Regions from separate parts of the Gossypium hirsutum genome. Here all the other regions are linked to region 2. Evidence: chromatin contacts called from public Hi-C data. All regions are on one chromosome and are shown on one strand. The core of a region is the stretch at or near the end of the contact, and the rest is flanking DNA. Distances in the headings are between cores, read along the strand shown.

Region 1 (2,953 bases), core at 143-2,642, 490 kb before region 2:
TCAATACAAACATCTTACGAAAACTGAGCGCTGGAGTCTACCAAGAACATAAAGGGACACAGTTGCTGTACACACACAATGACAACAAACCTATGAATAAGGCAATTACAGTCGGTATTCATCAGCATATGTTGTATACGATGGTGTAAAAGTTCTATTTACATTAAACCATTACTCAATTTCCACAGCACTCTTGCTCATAAATGATTAATCAGAATGAAAAGAAAAAAAAGAGAAAAGCAACAAACCCAACAAATTCTTAGAAAGAAAAGGAATCAAGTGCAAGAAATTCCATGTTGATGATTCAAAATGATTACACAAGTATGAAGGAAAGAGAGCGATGTCAGTTAAGAAATAGATTTTGTTGATTGTGAAGAAGTGCAAAGCAAGTACCTTTTTAGTTCAGCTATCATAATTTCAATCTCTGCTAATTGAGGGTCATCCAAATCATTCATGTAGATATTCACATCCCCGACCATGGCTGGATCATCGTTTACCATCAACTCCATATCAGTCCAAAACAATACGCTGAAGAAATCAAAGGGTTTCACTAAATTCTGTGCAATTAAGAAAAAGGTAGTAGATGAGGTGACCTTCCACATGAGGATTTCCATGAACAAACTTTTCCCCGACCATCTCCTTATCCAAAACAATGAAAGTTTTCTCTGTTGAAAACCAAGCTTAATCATTAAATTAAAGAAGAAGAAAACCCAATTGAGAAATTGGTATAAACAATCAGAAAAGGAAGTAAAAGAGAGAGAGAAGAACTGAGAGGGTCTTGGTTCCAGGAGAGCTGCATATCGTATTCCTGTTGGAGGGAGAGGGGCTCTGATCCGGTGGCTTGAAGGAGAGCAGGGTCTTGCATCCAGAGGTGGTACTTTGGGACATGTGCTTCCATGTATGGTACCATTATCACCTTCTGTCCTTCCAAGCTCACTCCCATGGCTACTGCTGGGTTGAGAGACCCTTGAAAGGCAAAAACCAAGAGGCTTTTTTCACTTTCCAGCTCCGGTATGGCTACTGTTGTTTTGTGGGGGGTTTAACTGCTAATTGCAACCGACATTAACATGGTTTCATATGGGTGTTTGGTTGAAACAAGGATCCCACTCATTGTGGTTGGAAGAACTTTGGGATTAGGATTGGCAGTTGCGGGCTCTTCAAACACTTGCTCCAAGTCTGACTATTTAGTTTGGCCCAACACTACACATAAATTCAGCAAGCATCAATATGATAAAAAATAGGAAGCCCCGTTTCTAATATGATAAAAAAGTGTAAAAATTTATTTTTGTCAAGAATGGGATTCGAACACATAAATTCAGCAAGCATCAATATGATAAAAAATAGGAAGCCCCGTTTCTAATATGATAAAAAAGTGTAAAAATTTATTTTTGTCAAGAATGGGATTCGAACCCATGCCCTTTCGGACTAGTACCTGAAACTAGCGCCTTAGACCAACTCGGCCATCTTGACTATTAACAGATGATTCTAAGAATCTTATTAAAAAATCAGAACAAGTCTTCTAATAAGATACTAATATGCTAATTCTAAAGTGATCAGTTAAAAATTCTAAAAACTCAAGTCAAACCAAAATGCTATTGTTAGTTTTGTAGTGTTTTTCAAAATAACTAATTCATGCTAAAAAAAGCTTGAGTTGAAAAAATTTTCTTTCAAATTTTCACCTTCATTAATGTTTTTCCCTTTTTTCCCTCTTAAACCAACAAATTCTCCTTAAAAGCTTCAAGAACTTGGTAAGATCACTCCAACCTTACTTATCTTAACCTTGATTTTTTATTGTTCCATGGTCCTTCATTGTAATAGGGATAGGACTTCATTTTGTTGATATAAGTGATCAATTGCTCATTGTTTTAATTGAATTTTAGCTTTGTATTGCTGCAGAAAAAATAAACTCCAGTTAGTGTTATGGAAGAAAGAAGATGATATGAGACCAGAGAAGGAAAGAAGAAAAAAGGTAGAGTTTTTCCTTTAATAATTTCATTTCATAAAGCTTATTTTCACATATAGTCACGCATAAATAGTGAGGTCTATAACTACAAATTACATAAACCAATAACCAACAACTATGACCTAAGCTTAACAAATTTCCTATACAGCTACTTTGTATTATGCCAGCTCAACATTCCAGTTGCGTCCTTCATTCTTCAATAATTTGTCTCTTGGTGCATGTGAATTTGAGTAGTAATCCCCTTTGCCTAACTCCTTGGTTCATTGTTATGGTCTTGGATTGTCCTACATTGTTTCCCCTTTTAGTTATTCTCTTGTCCAATATGACAACTAGGTACACAAGGGGTTGCCCATCACCAGCAACCTAGAGTTTTTTTTTTTTTCTTTTTTAGGAGATAACATAAAACACATTATGGATTTTAGCACTATTTGGTAATTTGAGCTTATAAACTATTGACCCCACTTTGGTAATTATAGAATAAGGGCAAAAGCACTTGAAAGAAAGCTTAAGCTGCTTCTTAAAAGCTAGTGTAGTTTGCTTGTAAGGTTGGATCTTCAAATAGACTTTTTCTCCCACCTCAATAATACAAATAAAAGAAAAACTTTCATTAAAGATTGAAATGTAGTAGGGCATCAATAAGGCCAAAAGGCATTAGTAAGCTAATTTAACAACTCTTCCAATTTTTTTTATTGTTAAGTTATTCAATTGTATATATTAAAAAACTGTGAAAGTTTATTGGGTTTCAAGTCTTAACTACACTAGTTGAGAATCTAGTTTAAGGGTTGCGGTTATAACTTTTGGGAGGGGTAGATTGATCTTTAGGTTTTTAAAATATATCTGGCTATGTAATTAATAATGTGTTGCATTTAAAAAATACAAAGGTGAGGAGTGTTTGTATTACTATAAATAGAGGTGGTTTCTTCACCTTTTAATTATCCTAAAATTTGTAATTTTTTTTGGTAGTGTTAGAGGATATATGCATAATTTGTT
Region 2 (3,200 bases), core at 623-3,122:
GAAATTTCACTGCTGCCCTTCTCGGCAAACTAGGACAGCATCAATATTTCTTTAATTTTTTTCCATTTTTTATCAAGATGTGAAATGTGGCAACTTTTGATTGGTTGAAGAAAGTGATTGCTTCTTTTAACATAGTTAATGCTTTGGATTAACAAATAACAGAAACAAACTTTAAATCCTGAGTCGTAATGCAAAATTTTTTAATTACCTATCAGAGAAAACCAAGAATTTTAGAGGCAATTCATGCATTAAGCATAATTTTTTAATTACCTAACATGACATCCACACCCATCTCAGTCCACAATTAATTAATTTTTTTTTAAATTTAAAAATATTTTTATATTTTTATATTTTTAAATATTGAAAAAATTAATTAATTGTTAACCCATCGACGTATGCCATTACGTCAACAAAGTTAATAGACATTAATTGTTTCATCTATTTTAAAATGATTTGACAAACATTATAAATTTAAGAATTAAATGGAGGATTAAAATATTATTTTTTTTTTGTAAAGTTAGAAGTCCAAATAAATTTATTCCATTTTATTATTAATGAATATTTAATAATAATATTTTTCAATAATGTTTATTATTAATAAATATTTGAATTAATCCATAATGTATAATTTTCTTTCATTTTAATCAAATCCATTACCCGAATACATCTGCAATTTTTTTCTCATTATATATATTTATATTAGATTAAAGACCGATGAATGATATTTCATTATTAAAGAGAGAATAACTCAGTAATACAAAATGTTAGAATAATTAGATAAAATTATATATTATGTCTATTTTTTTTTATGGACAACATGTTTTCAAGTGTTAGGAGATAATTTTTATAAAAAATAAATATCTTCTTGTGTAATCCAAAAGTAATTGTTAAGAGGAAAATAAAGTAAAATTCTTACATTTAACTAACGCAGCAAATGAGAATGTTTATATTTCCTAAAAAGGACAAGTTGGCAAAATAGAAATGACATGAATTGGTTTGCCTCTGAATCAGGGAATAAACTCGTATTTGCAAGAATTATAACCTGCAACCAAATACAACAATAAATAAGTTGAGTAATTTTGTTGTAAAACCAATTTTTTTATGTTTACTTCTCTATAATATTTTCAATTTTAATCATTTCTAACTAAAATAAATTCTATTTCAATAAATGAAATTACATTCTAAATATTAGAGATTAATATATTAAATATTTGATTTGTTTCCTTTGCTTGCTTTAGTATATCCAAGATGCAAGTTGCTTCTTACGCATTACATTAAAAGGAAGGAGCACATGATGACCAAAGACCAACCACATGAATTTCCCACTTTCTACTTTCTAAGCACATGGGATTCGCTCATTTTTTTAAAAACTGTGAATGGATAACGCTTACTTGGATCTAGTTCTGTAATCATGGCAGCTCCTTTGAAGTTGCAAGATCCTCCTTTGTGCTTGAACCTTTGGAAGTAATCATTGAAGGCATAGGAAGCATGGTTTGTCATAGTGTTTGGAAAATAACAAGCCTGGTTTACCTGAATCTTACTGCAATCTGCACCACCTTCCCCACATGCCCAATCCAGGGCTACCTTCAACTCTTCATCTGGGGTTTGTTCATCTGCTATGCACCATTGCTCGTATTCCCCAACTGATATTAACACTCATATGAAAACACCATTTTACAACATACATAAGAAACCATGGCAAGGAGGTTTTTAAGAATGTACCTGATTTTTGAGGAATAATAATTGACATAAATAGCAGCACAAGCGTGATCTTTACCAACGAGGGTGACATTGAGGAGGAAGAGAGAGTGGAAGTGGGGAAATGATCTTATAGTATCTATCCACTGATAAAACTCATAAATCAATATCCCTTTTATAATGTAGAAAGCATTACATACGCTAGGACCATGTGGATGGGTACGTGTACCGTTGGCTATCCTTTTAGCTTTTTCTGCTATTAGTTCTTGTAACTGCAAAAGTTGTACTTTTATTTTACTAAATTTTAATCTCTTTATTTTTTAAATTTTAAAATTTTAATCATCGCCAAACAAAACATATTATATGTGTAATATTATATTAGCTCATTATTTTCACATATTACTCGCTAAAAATTTTACTTAATAAATTATTAATTATCATTTAAGTTAAAAAGACTAAAATTTCAAAATTGAAAAGAATATAAAAACTTACAATAATTAAATAAAAAAATAGACTAAATCTATAATTGTACACATAACAAATGACTAATAATTAAATTTAACCCGAATAAATTTAACTATTTGAATATCAATTCGAAAAATGAGAGTACATGAACTAATAACAATTTTTTTAATTTCAAAATCCAGTCACCCACTCATCCCTGCCATGTGCCTTAGAAGAATATATTCCCTGTATGTGTATCAGATTAAAAATAAGCAAATCTATGATCCATTTAAAGGAACTTGGAGCAACAAGACTACCCACAGGTGCTTGGCAATCCTATGAAACCACAAATCGAATTAAAAGCAAGCAATTTATTACTTACAAGCACGTCAAAAATAATTTACACTGGCTGTACTAATAAAATAAAGGAATAATATACAACGAAAACTCATGGTTACAGGAAGCACTCAAAAGACTAGGATCCCAATCTTTCAGCAGAGATGACAATAATGCATTCCCAACTTCCAACCATCAATCGGATCACCCTTTCAAGCCTATTTGAAAAACTAAAAATAAAAACAGTAAGATTTCAAAATGCCTACATTCAACTCAAATAAATGAATAGTTCTAACCTCGAACCATGTACTTTTAGTGACGATTTTCCAACACAAAGAGCTTGAAACATGGAAAAATCTACATAAAATGATAGAAAAAAATTATTTTATTTTTTGGCTGAGACCATATAGAGGGGAAAAAGAATGGATGTCACTTAATTACAGTTAAATATAAATAGGTATACTACAGGAAAAGGACCAGTCTCCCTCGTACTTGGCAAGAAAATGGATGACAAACAACAGGTCCGAAGGATTCGAATTCTTCCATGGTTTTTCATTCAACACAGTCAAAAGCAAAATCATGGATGCAACCTCAGCATACCTGAAGACAAAGAACACACCATAATCATCAGAAACCTGTTTTGGGTGATATCAAATGGTTTGGCTGCATGATACCATTCTTCGGCTGAAAAAAGAATTCATGACATCTTCTTTGGTCATGGA
Region 3 (3,235 bases), core at 394-2,893, 400 kb before region 2:
TACCCTTACCCTTTATGAAAAAAAAAAAAACTATTGTTATATATATATATATATGTTTTTTTACTCCGGCGATGAAAGGGATTGTATGTATTAATTTAAATATATTATATTTTATGTTAAATTTTAAATACATGATTAAAAATTGAAATTGTTTAAATTTGAAAAATTAAAAGATACATAATTAAAATTTAATATAATACACGAAATTTAAATATTTAAATTTAATTCAATTTTTCAGGATTTTTTAAATCATTTAATTATTTGTTTTGTAATATTGAAAATTATTTTAAAATTGAAAATTTTAACAATTTTCAATACCTTAACAATTGAATTATTTTTTAAACATTCAAATTTATAAATTTAAATTAAATATATATGTTTAAAAAAGTTATTACACTTTTATAAATAAAATAGAAAATTTAAGAACTATTTATATTATATTATATTATATTATATTATATTATATATATATATAGATAGATAGATAAACTGCTTTAAAACTTTTTAATATTAGAATTGACATGTTTTAAATTAGTAAGGAGTATTCAAGCAATTTTCAAATATTTTTTAAAATTCAATCAAACTATTAGTTTAAAAGTTTTAAAATTTTTAATACTATTATTGATATGGTTTAATGTTTATTTTTATTATCTTAAAAGTTTTTCCATTTTTAAACTACTATTGATTGTTGTAAATATTATTTTTACATTTTATTTTAGACTTTTATCTTATTTTTTTTATAATTTTTAAAAATGTCGATATTATTTTAAAATCTGTAAAAGAATGGTAATAAAATTTTAAATATTAGTGTAACCAATATTTTTTTTTCATATGTTTATTGTTAATAGATTAAAAAAAATTAAAACATCTCAGATATAAATATTTTTCCTAAGTTTATTGTTAATAGGATTTAATATTTTAAAGTCTCAATTCACCATTTTTTTTAAGTCTCAAGGTTTTTACGTGTTCAAGCTTTTAAAATTTAAAATTTTCATAAAACTTATAAAATTGTCAAATATCATAAAAATACAATATGAGTACAAAAGTTTAAAAATTTTAAATTTGTATTAATTAGATTTATATGAAATTATAAAATGATGTACGACCTTAGTTGTATGTATTAATTAAAATATATTGTATAATTTTTATTTTATGATTGACATTATAAATAAATCTATAATTTTTATATATTTTATAATTCGATATTTTTATTTGATAAAAAATAATGTTTTAAATTGTTATTATTATTATTATTTAAGGGGTACACATGGGTTATATTAATTTAAGATATTATTTTTTATTGAATAAAATATTAAATTAAGAATATGTAAAATTATAAATGATTTAAATTTATTTATAATATCAATCATAAATTTAAATTTATATAAAGTTATAAAATAATTTTAATATATTTTAATTAATATGTATAATTGAATGTGTGCATTGCTGGATAAGAAAACTAGCTCGATAATATAATAAACAAAAAATATTACATTATTTAGTTAAAAAATTTGTCTATATATTATAGATAGATAATATGGATTATAAATAAATATAAAAAATATATTAATGTTAAAATAAAAAAAAATAAAATAAAAATTTATCCTTACATATTAATTCGAGCAAGCGGCATTGACTAAAATAAAGAAAAGCAAGCAATAACAGCGTCTCAAGACAAAAAAGGGGAAGGCAGATATATAGACGAATGAGTGTTAGTGCGTGTATTCTAGTTTTCCCCCAGCCTCTGCTTAACTTGCCTTTTCTTTCTTTCCTTTGTTTTTTTAATGATTTTATTGGGATTAGACTTTAACAACCTGAATCGCTATTTCCCCCACTCTGACTCTACTTACTTCCCCGATTTTCACTTTCCGGCTCCAACCACCATCTCTGGCGTGATCTACGCCTCTCATCGACTCTTCTAATCACGCTCTTTGCGCCTGATCTACGTTTAGGGTTTCTTGATGCTCTCTTCCACACTTGCATAGCTAGGTAACTTTCCTCTTTTTTTTTTCTCTTTATTTTCTTCAGTTTTAACTTTCTCTCCCTCTCCCACCTAATTTATTTGTTATGGAATGAATTTAATTTCGTTTGCTGCCGTATTTCTGGGGATTTTAGCTCTTAATTTGTTTCTACTTTTGGTTGCTGAGAAACTCCGTAGTATTAGAGCGACAAAGTTGCAAAACTATACTCATTCAATTAAATTGGAACTTTCTAATTAGTCTTATATTAAATTAACCATATCAAACCATACAAGCAAGTTGGGCAGTTTAAATTATTCTTTCAGGTGAATAAATAAAGCAACTTTCGAATTAATATTATATTAAATTAACCTCATAAATTTCATCGTTTCTTTAGTAGTTTAATTAGGAATTGTTAGTTTGGCATTCGGAATTATTTCCCGTCATGCTCTACATAAGGAAGACCTACACACACAAAAAAAAAAAAAAGAAAAAAGGAAAAAAAGAAGAAGAAGAAAGAAAGAAAAAGAAATACAGAGAAATTGAAATGCATAAGTTTTCTGCAAAGGTTTGGTTAATTGTGAAATTCTTAACTGAGGAAGCCCAGTCACAAGTTGATGCGATATATGATATGGTTATTCTCTAAAAGTCTAAGCAATTGAATGCTAATGATTAATAAGGTGGCTAGCTGTTCTCCAGCTGGTTTTTTATTCTCCTATATCTATAAAGTCATGGGCACAATACTGTTTTAGTATATATACAAGGCCCTTTTTAATGGTGACTAAAGTGATAAAGAGGTTCTTTACTTCAGATGGTTTCTTCAGGGGAGTGTGTAACGGATGAAGTTGGTACGGATAAAGTACAGAGCCGAGATGCTGGAAGTCATGCATTGCAACAGATCTCTGATAGTAAAATTCAGTCATCACAATCTGTTGAAGGGAGAGGAACCCTTGCACTTGTATCAAAGGAAAATCCACTTCCTATTTCTGTGATCCATGCTTCACAGTCACAGCAACAAGGAAATGCTTACTCTATGACATCCAAGAAACAATCGCTGACTCCTTCTCCATCGCCTGGTATTGATGGGAGCAGTCCCATTGTACGTGAGAAAGCCTCAGAGGATGGGTATAACTGGCGTAAATACGGGCAGAAACTTGTTAAAGGAAATGAATTTGTTCGAAGTTATTACAGATGTACACATCCAAACTGCCAAGTGAAAAAGCAATTGGAACATTCACATGCTGGGAAAATGGTTGACACTGTTTATTTTGGTCAGC
Region 4 (2,944 bases), core at 227-2,726, 280 kb after region 2:
GTATTGGTCCAGCATCCATCATGCCACTCCACCTTATTTCATTTGTCCCGCTCCTTAAATTTGCTCTTTTGACCTACACTTATGACAACAAATACCTTTTTTGGTTCAAGATAATTAGAGATTTTTACAGATATCTCCAAACATTGTTTCTGTAATTTTTCCCTATTTCCCTCATTCTGTTGGTGACAACATTCAAAAATTTCAATATTTCTATTTTCTTTTTCATCATTTTTTTTCTTTTCTCCTTTTTTTCTTTTTCCTACCCTTATCTTCTTCATATTTCTTCTTCAGTCTTATTCATCTCCTAGTGTAAGGGCCAACTGTAACAAGAATTGACGTCAGGTTCTTGGGTTTTTTTTTCTTGGCTTTTTAAGAAAAAAACTAATTTTTGATATTTCCAGTTCTGGGTTTTCAACATTTTTCTTTGAATCAGTGTTTTTTTTTAATTTGTAAAAAACAAATCCCCACCCAAATCTTTTCCTTTTCATGATTTTCTTCAAATGAGTGTTAAATTGTGCTTTAGCCAGTAATTTTAAACACAGTGGTAGTAAACGTTGCTCTTTACAGACAGTGCAACATAGTTTGTCGTCAATATGATTTCATTTATTTTCACTATCAGTATTGCTTCCAATGCCGCTTTCAACGTTGGCAGTTGTTCGTTCCATTCGACGTTCTTAATCTCCATCTGTGATAACTGATCCTTAACCACTCAAATCGTGGAAATGGCTTGAAATTGAATGGCTTTGAAGCAAAAAGCCATAACTTACTAGATTGAGGGCAATAATCAAGTAGTATCTTGGACCTATACAACAACAACTAGACTTCCTGGAAGCACAATATGGCTATTGGTGGCAAGTTCGACGAGGAACCAGACCTTGATTCCCTTAAATACTCCAAAACCATAGGGAAATTTTCAATATTTTGGACCAAAGATTGGGAATTCCTCGTTGAAAGAAGAAAACATGGTTAGACAAGCAAGAAACAAGATCGGACAACAAAGCGACCAAGGTTTGGACAAGATCCACTTGTGTTAAGTCAACAGGGACCAAGAAAACGTCTAGAGATGGCGATCTTCTCCTCCTTAAAAAAGAGAATATAGTTGCAAGAATTTGCAATAAAACAAATGAAAATTTAAAAATATAAAGAATACCGAAGATTCTCAACTTTATTTTAGTCATTAGGTTATTATTTAAAAAGGAAAATGAAAATAAGGGAAAATTATTTAAAAAAAAGGTATAAAGAGGATGATATGTGGCACCATGTGAGTGGTCAGCGATGCCACATCAGTAAAAAAGTATAGTGATAGGTTTGAGTATCAATATAATAGAAGAAAAAAGTTCGATATCATTCTAGAACAAAAAAAAAAACTATAAATATCAATTTAGAGTAAATGAATAAATTTAAATACTAATTTTATATTTAACCCATATACCAATTTTATATTTATCCCAATCCAAGCCCTACACCGGTTAAGAGAGTTAGAAGAAAAAAAAAAAGCGACAAACCCGAAGTTAAAAACAGTAATCATTTCTTCGTTTCTTCTCCACTAATCCACCTTCAATCCCAATAAACAATACAGTAAGCGCCAAAATACACCAGCCCTGAAGTGGGCCTATTCTTGTTGAGGAACAATCGTTGCACCTTCTCCTCCTTCTCATTTCGCTGCTAATTCGCTGAATCGTTGTTGCCTTTGGTTGCCAGGCTTTGACAAATCCAGATCAACCAGACTTCCTCACACTCAGAGATCCAAAGCTTTTATTGAAGGCAAGTTAAAAAAGGATATGAACGAGGTGATGATGGCAGCGGATTCGAGCTCGCTGAGAGGAGATGGAGCGACATCATTTGCGTCGTCTCCGTCGTCGAATCTGCTTCCTAATAACCTCCCTCTCCTCACGGCCTTCCTCGCTTTCGCTCTCGCCCAGTTTCTCAAACTCTTTACCAATTGGTTCGTTCTTTCTTAATCTCTGTATTTCCCCTTTCTTCTTGCTCATTTTCTTGGGCATTTAATTAAATATACTAAATTCAATTAAATTCAAATTCCAGTTTTTGCAAGTTTGGCGAATCGTTACTTTATTGTTGTTTGAAGCGAAAGTTGGGAACTCGTATCTTGGAATATCATTGATTTTGGTTAGGGCTTTTGAGACACTTTAACCATCAATTGCTCATTAGAAAAACCCATAACTAGTTACCGTGAGAATTTAAAATAGAAATGTTGGTTTATTAGTTAATCAATTGCCCCTGACTGCTAAGAACTTGTTTAGCTCTAGTTAGGGAACCCTTGTTTTGATTCTTTTTTTGGTGACTTGTTTTATTTAATGTCTCATAGGGGCAGTTTTGATGATTGATCATTGGTGACTAAAATGTTTACCAACGTGCCTTATCTGGTTGCATTGTGAATAAGGGATCTGGTACTGTATTTCTAGCTTCTATAACTTCAATGGACTCCGATTCATTGAAAGCATATGATAATGGTTCCCTTAGTATTGTAATTATGGGTTTGAATTGAATTTCAAGGCAAGAATATACCTCATCTTATTTTTCCCTCGGTATTGTACTTACGTGTTTGAATTGAATTGTAAAGCAAGAATATGCTTCATCTCATTTTAAGCTCATCATATCTCACAATCTTGGTGGTCTAGGCTTAGAGGTTTTTCTTTACCCCCTTCATTTCAGTGTCTCTCCTATATATAAATTCCAAAAACTGCAGTTGCAACCTTATCAAAGGGCTCCCATGCTTGCTTTTCTTCCTTGTGTGCAAGTAAAGCCAGAGTCTTCATTTTTCAAGATGATAGATTCTCATGATATTTGCAATCTTGAAATTAGGAGTTAGGACCATTATAAGGTAGATATTTTCTTTCTAAAGTTTTCCACCCATGAAGGAACAAGTTGGATAGTAGGGCAGGTAGGTATTTCACACAAATAAATATTGTGGAAAACGAAGAGA

The links. Hi-C and Micro-C count contacts between places; a contact is called where the count stands out from the background.
Region 1: a Hi-C map of leaf shows a contact between it and region 2, with 2.1 times the contacts expected there. The contact joins the promoter of LOC107952802 here to the promoter of LOC107956461 in region 2. A contact is called at or near these places in 3 of 34 Hi-C or Micro-C datasets (callus and leaf).
Region 3: a Hi-C map of leaf shows a contact between it and region 2, with 3 times the contacts expected there. The contact joins the promoter of LOC107952810 here to the promoter of LOC107956461 in region 2. A contact is called at or near these places in 10 of 34 Hi-C or Micro-C datasets (callus, hypocotyl and leaf).
Region 4: a contact with region 2 is called in a Hi-C map of leaf, with 4 times the contacts expected there. The contact joins the promoter of LOC107952795 here to the promoter of LOC107956461 in region 2. A contact is called at or near these places in 14 of 34 Hi-C or Micro-C datasets (callus, fibers, hypocotyl and 3 more).

The regions. Positions count from the first base shown.
Region 1 is chrA07:64,616,963-64,619,915 of Gossypium_hirsutum_v2.1, forward strand. It overlaps LOC107952802 (N-acetyltransferase 9-like protein), which reads right to left and starts at 1,393. Exons shown (of 6, transcript XM_016887981.2): 1 at 769-1,393; 2 at 594-665; 3 at 394-481. The coding sequence starts at 943. TRNAL-CAG (transfer RNA leucine (anticodon CAG)) reads right to left here and starts at 1,470; the gene lies at 1,390-1,470.
Region 2 is chrA07:65,106,890-65,110,089 of Gossypium_hirsutum_v2.1, forward strand. It overlaps LOC107956461 (glucan endo-1,3-beta-glucosidase 4), which reads right to left and starts at 1,873. Exons shown (of 3, transcript XM_016892124.2): 1 at 1,723-1,873; 2 at 1,392-1,643; 3 at 900-1,042. The coding sequence starts at 1,792. The coding sequence ends at 1,008. LOC107952812 (histidine kinase 2) reads right to left here. Exons shown (of 15, transcript XM_041116985.1): 14 at 2,971-3,078; 15 at 2,499-2,835.
Region 3 is chrA07:64,708,507-64,711,741 of Gossypium_hirsutum_v2.1, forward strand. LOC107952810 (WRKY transcription factor 1) reads left to right here and starts at 1,644. Exons shown (of 5, transcript XM_016887994.2): 1 at 1,644-1,989; 2 at 2,770-3,235. The coding sequence starts at 2,770.
Region 4 is chrA07:65,383,481-65,386,424 of Gossypium_hirsutum_v2.1, forward strand. LOC107952795 reads left to right here and starts at 1,477. Exons shown (of 7, transcript XR_005930084.1): 1 at 1,477-1,578; 2 at 1,702-1,945.